Linked DNA regions of Sus scrofa: region 2 is linked to region 1. A link is a contact called in public Hi-C data. All regions are on one chromosome and are shown on one strand. The core of a region is the stretch at or near the end of the contact, and the rest is flanking DNA. Distances in the headings are between cores, read along the strand shown.

Region 1 (2,926 bases), core at 163-2,662:
GGATTCACTATCTTGTCTCTAAAAGTATCCTGCCCTCTTTTCATCTTTCCCTTATTTGAAGTTTGAAAGTGCTTTTTTATTTGCCAGAGGTGCTCTAGCTGCTGTATAAATCAAATTTCCTATGGTTGCAAAAGGATAAGCTTCAGAGTAGCTCTAAGCAAGGGGAATGGGAGAGTAAAACAATTTCCAAATCTCCACCTGAAGATGTCACAAATTTGTCCCACTAACTAGACTTTTCCTCCCCATTCATCCTCCCATTCCCCTGCAGACGGGCAGCGGGCAACGTAGCCAGACCAGCTCCATCCCGCAGAAGCCCCAGACCAACAAGTCTGCCTACAACAGCTACAGCTGGGGGGCCAACTGAGGCCCTGACCCTCTTCTCCCGGTCCCATCTTCTGAGAGGGCTTCTCAGCCTGGCAACTATGGAAACAGCATCAAAGAGAGAAAGGAATGTGGGGGGGTTCCGCTGCCCCCCACACCCAGCGGCCCACCCCATGCCTCAGCTTCATGTCTGTCCCATTCCCATACCATCCCCACTCTGTTGTATGTATTATAGGATTTGTATTTTCTTCTTTTTTTTTTTTTTCCTTTCCTCTCCTCCTCCCCTCTTGCATTCAAGATTATGAAACTTTGCTGTGGGCCCTGCCCTTCCTTCTCCTCCTCCTGTTCACCCTGGTGGTGTGGGTGAGGTGGGGAGGGGGGACCCCCAAATATATATCAGCCCAACAGCCCTAAGTCTCCTCCTTTATTATTAGGAAACAAAACAACAACAACAAAAAATGGTGTCATGAACATGAACAGCATTGTCAGATGAATTAGTTGAAGTGTTTTTTTTTTTTTTTTTTTTTGTACTGTGTCTTCAAATTTAATGGATTAATGTGTCTTGTATATATAAAAAGAAAACCTCTACCTTCAGCCTCTGCCCATTCTTGCTCCGTCTAGGATATCCTCAGTCTCGTCGATGACCAGCTTGGTGAATAAGTATTACTGTACCAACTGGGCCTTCTCTAGCAGGCCCCGAAGGCAGTGGAATAAAATGAAATCTTCGCCCTTTAAGAACTCCGACCTTAATGTGCTAGTATCTTGCCCCTGAGGGGGTTCCCTTCCGTTCTCCCCTAAGAATTTCACGGCGTGGCCTGGAAAGAATCACTGCAAATCTTCATTTTCTCCAGATCTACAGCAGATTTTAGGCGGTGAAGGGAGTGGAATGGATAGCAGATACTGGGTGGAACGGAAGAGGATTAAATGAAAACTGAAAGAAATGGCTTTGCAGAATCAGTTTAATTAAGATGGGTCCAGGCAAATGAACTGGAAAGAAATGAGGGCAACATGCACTGTTGTTGGCCAGCAAATCTGAAGCAGTAGTTCTTGACGCTTGAGTGCTTTCATTTCACATAACTAATACCCAGCCCCTGAAAAGAAGTCTAGAGTCAGGCCAGGGTTAGGATGGGGGTGGGGTACAGGGAGGCAGAGGCTTTGAAAGTCAAATGATAGGAAAAAGATACTAAAAGCCCCCAATTTTTCCCTCCCAAGAGTTCCCTTGCTCTCTTATGAAGTCTTTAACCTGCTGGTTGCAGAGCTTGCCTGGAAGAATTAGAGGAATTCTTAACAGCTGGAGAGAGAAGTCCTTGCGTTCCCTGAGTCTTTTTCTTTTACTCAACTCTGGGGAAGTCACTACATTAGAAGGAGCTTGATGCAACGTTTTGTCCATCCCTCTGGTATCAGACTTAATTGGCTCAGTCAGGAAACAAAACCGAGGCGGGTCCAGGAGGAGTCCATGGGTGTAGTGAGCCGGCGGTGAGGGAGGGCCTTGGTCCAGTTCATTTGTGCGGATGGGCTGCCCTCTGGCGGCTGCCTCCGGTGCCATCCGGCGGCGTGAAACCCTTGAGACACCCTGTCGGACCGACCGCATTGGTCGGCAGAAGGAATTGGCTTAGGAGTCAGGTGACTGTTGGAAAACGAAAATTAAGTACACCCACTCCCTTCACAGGGAACAGGTGGGGTAAAAGAAAAAACCTTTCGAATTCGATAGGCCTGCCCCGCCCTCAACCACGCCCCGCTTACGGTCGTTTTACGACAGTGTCCGACCGATCGCAGGCTTGCTTTCAGGCAGCGTGGTCTGACGCTTCGCTCAATTTCCGACGGCGTAGCTTTGGTTTCTCCCCCCGGCTTTGGGGTTCGAAGGTTCGAGTCCCACGACGGGAATGAGCCTCTTTGATCTCTTTCGGGGATTTTTCGGCTTTTCTAGACCTCGGAGGTGAGAATGGGTCCGGGTCAGATAAGGGAGGGGGATCCGCTGAGGGAAGCTTGACCCCTGACACACTGTTTTTGGAAAAACATCCTTTTCCCCACTCATGCAACTCCTGCGGAGAGGGCAGAAGTCACAACATTGAGCACACACCCCGCGGCAGTAACCAAGGCAGTCGTTAAGAGGAGAAACAGGCGCTTAAACGTTTCTCCGTTCTGGGGTGATGCAGCAGGGGCCCAAGTGTGGGGAAGACAATGCAGCTCTGGGGAAGGGGTCAGTGAGCGAGCGGGACCTTGGGAGAGAGGGGAGGGGTTGGGGAACGCTGAAGAAAAGCTGAGGGGAAATGTTTGGGGGAGCCGCGAGGCGAGGACTGGCTTTGATAAAAACAAAACAGACACGATGGCCAGTTCTCTAACGCTCGCTTCAGCTTTCCAGTTTCCTACTCTTGTCCACCATTAGCTGGTTTTATAGATTAAGTAGTGCCGAAATCTTGGTGGCCAATCTGCATCCATCCCCAGCCACAGAGATCCCTTTTTTGGAGGGATGACTCGCGACGAAGATGAAGATGATGAAGAGGAAGAAGCCACATGGAGCCAGGGGAGCTCGAGGTTTGAAGGTCCCCAGCCTCCCGAGGAATTTGGCTTTGGCTTCAGCTTCAGCCCAGGAGGAGGAATGCGT
Region 2 (2,926 bases), core at 169-2,668, 260 kb before region 1:
AAGAAAAAAGAAATGTGTTATGTATGTTCTACCATCCATCTCCTCCTAACTTCTATCTCCCTGCCATGAGGGAGCACTGCAATAGCCTCACCTGCTGTTTTGAGAATAATGTGTCTCTAAATTAGGACTGCACACCAGCTGGGCAAACTCCCACCCCTCACTCTCTCTGACATCCAGCCCTGGGAAGCAAGAAACCGAGGTCAGAGGGGCTTCAGAGGCAACTCTGCCAGGATGCCTTCTTTCTGCAACTTCCCAAGAATCAGTGTTCCCTACACATAGAAGACCCCCCCCCAAGGCACCTCAAAACTGACCCACAAAACAGCCATCTCCCTAGAAAGTTCAGCAAACCATCAGGTTCCACATAACCTATAGCCAACTGGTTACCCCCTTTTGAGATTCAAAGCCCTATCTCTCCTCCAAGGCGGCCAGGGCAAAATACCACGCACCAGTCTGTGAGCAATGGACCTCACCTTCATTCACGTCAGGAAACCACAAGAAGTATTTGAAAAAGGAAGCAAAGGGACGGGACGCAGGAGGGGACTTCCTGCCCCACTGTACCCAGCGCTGCCGTTCAAACCACTCAAGAGGCCCTTTCCCGGAGATAGCAAAGTACCGAGAGTAGCACAAGAGTGCAGAGAGACCAGATTAGAGGAGGTCACCAATTTAAAGGAGCCAGATTAGGGCAAGAAGGCCATCCACCCATCCCATAATCCAACATCGGAGGTGCTTCAGTAGAGTCCCCGAGAGGACTCAATCAGGGATGCACAAGGACCCCACCTCCTACCTTTGTCGGGCTGCGGGGACCACCTCATCTCTCTGTCCACTCCTGCTTCACTTACTTAGTCACTAGTCTTTCCCAAACTCCCAACCTCTCTGCTGTTTTCATCTCCTCCGGCAAAATCCGTCTTCCTGCCCCTCGGCCCTCCACCCGCACCTCCCAGACAGCGGCGCCCGCGGCCCCCTGCCGCGTTCCGCCTCCTTCGCTGAGGCTCCCGCCCCCGCCCCGCCTCTCGGCTCCCAGCTCGGTAACTGCTCTGCTCCGCTCCCGCTCCCCGGAGCGGCCCCTTACCCGGGTGGATCCGATGTCCATCATCACCTCCTCGAAGGCCGCCGTCTCCTCGGCCTGACGCTGCTTCTGCAGCGCGATCTTCTCACTAAACTTGCGCGGATTGGAAGCTGAGGCCGTGGCCGAGCCGGGCCCGTTCGCCCCCGACGTCGCCATCTTCCTCCCCAGTCCCTCCCCGCCACCCTCCCAATACAAGCCACGGCCTCCGCCGCGGGCCCCGGCCCGGCTCTTCCAGCCGTAGCCGCCGCCGCCGCCTCAGCTAGCACCGCGAACCCGGCCCCAGCCTAGCCCTGACCTGTTGCGCGCGGGGACCGCTGGGAGTTGTAGTTTGTTTACGTGACCCTTTCAAAATCCCTGTCACGCAGTACGGGAGAGGAAACGGACACCGTTTCCCAGCAGTCCTATCGACTCCGGGAACTGGGGACTTTGCTCCTCCCTCCCGGCTCCTCCCCGCGCAGGGCAAGCTGGGAAAAGTAGTTCTAAATTGGCCCAGAGCCTACAAACGCGAAGGGGCGAGGGATTAAAAAGGGAGAAAAGGAGGGAAAGAGGGAGGAAAGGGAAGGGGTGGAGACAGGGAGGGAAGCAGGAAGAGACTAGAGGAAAAATTTGGTCATCTTCAGGGAAGGGGACTAGAGAGGGCTGAATGCAAACAGACCCGGGGTATCAAAACAGCTCTAAACATCTGGGACTCAGGCCCTCTCGGACTGGCAACGTGCCCACCCCTTCCCCCCCAAAATAAGTCAGACACTGTACACATGTATAGAAACATGTTTTATTTGGGTAATATATCCCAAAACAAGTCAGTTAGTAAAATAGATTCTAAAGAATATGGCCTATACACAGCCCCTCCCTCCCCAAAAATAACCCTGGGGGTGAGCCTTCCCCTCCCCCCTTGGGATCCTCTGGTATAAAAAATTTTTTGGCAGCTCAGTGTTTATCATCTGGGCATGGGGCACCACGTTCCTGTTCAGTATTCCTAGGGTGCAGCAGCGGTAGGGGGCGGTTGCTCTTCAAACTTTCCCCCCACCCCAAGTTGGCAAACATTTCTGCCCCACCCCGGGATCTGGGACCAAAACAAAGAGCAAGCAGGCCCCCTCCACTGAGGTGCTGGGCAGGGCTCAGTGCCATCACTGTGCTTTGAGAAAGAGGGAGGGGATTTATTTGGCACTTTAAAAATAGAGTGAGGGAGCAGGACTGGAGAAGCCAGAGAAGGTACCAAAACTGGCAGAAAGAGGCCATTTGGCACTAGTCTCCTGGGAGAAGGGACTGGGAAGATAGATACGAAAAGTAGGAAGGGTCCACTCCAAGTGACAGAGGGCTGAAATGGACTGGAACCAACAGGACTGCCTACTCTGGGCCTATGCCCTCTCTGTCCCTCTCCCACAGCAGCTGAGTGCCCACCTCCAGCCTCCCCAGTGGTAGCTTGTCCTCTGTGTAGTGTCTGACCCCTGATACTAGCACTCAATGTCTTCCCTAATACTATTGTCCCTTGATCATGTCTCTAGTGACTTGACCATCTTGTGTCCCCCTGAGCCTAGGAGCCAAGCTCTTGTCTGCCCACATCCTTCTTATTAACTGAATAATTCCAAAGGCTCCATCGCTACCTCCCAGAGGACTCTTTGGTCCTCAATATCTCCCTTCCTATTTCCCACACACTGGGGGAGGAGAGGAAGGTTAAGGGCACGTGAACCTAACCTCCCCTGCCCTCTTGGAGGCCCCTAGACTTGGATGAAGAGCAGGCCAGTGAGCAGAGCAAAGCCTGCTAGGAGCAGAATGACCTTGAGGATTCTCTGCTCAGAAGTGGCCAGCTCCTGGGGCAGGATTTCCAGGAAGGTGATATAGAGAAAGGTGCCAGCCGCC

Evidence for each region. A called contact is a pair of places that touch in the nucleus more often than the background predicts.
Region 2: a Hi-C map of skeletal muscle shows a contact between it and region 1, with 9 times the contacts expected there. The contact joins the promoter of CRTC2 here to the promoter of HAX1 in region 1. A contact is called at or near these places in 2 of 47 Hi-C or Micro-C datasets (embryonic fibroblasts and skeletal muscle) and 1 of 2 datasets of contacts at active chromatin or transcription factors (alveolar macrophages).

Annotation. Positions count from the first base shown.
Region 1 is chr4:95,469,458-95,472,383 of Sscrofa11.1, reverse strand. HAX1 (HCLS1-associated protein X-1) reads left to right here and starts at 1,412. Exons shown (of 6, transcript XM_021089792.1): 1 at 1,412-2,257; 2 at 2,767-2,926. The coding sequence starts at 2,205. UBAP2L (ubiquitin-associated protein 2-like) reads left to right here. Exons shown (of 27, transcript XM_021089781.1): 27 at 943-1,262. The coding sequence ends at 981.
Region 2 is chr4:95,732,721-95,735,646 of Sscrofa11.1, reverse strand. It overlaps CRTC2 (CREB-regulated transcription coactivator 2), which reads right to left and starts at 1,418. Exons shown (of 13, transcript XM_021089801.1): 1 at 1,070-1,418. It overlaps SLC39A1 (zinc transporter ZIP1), which reads right to left. Exons shown (of 4, transcript XM_001929505.4): 4 at 1,823-2,926. The coding sequence ends at 2,785.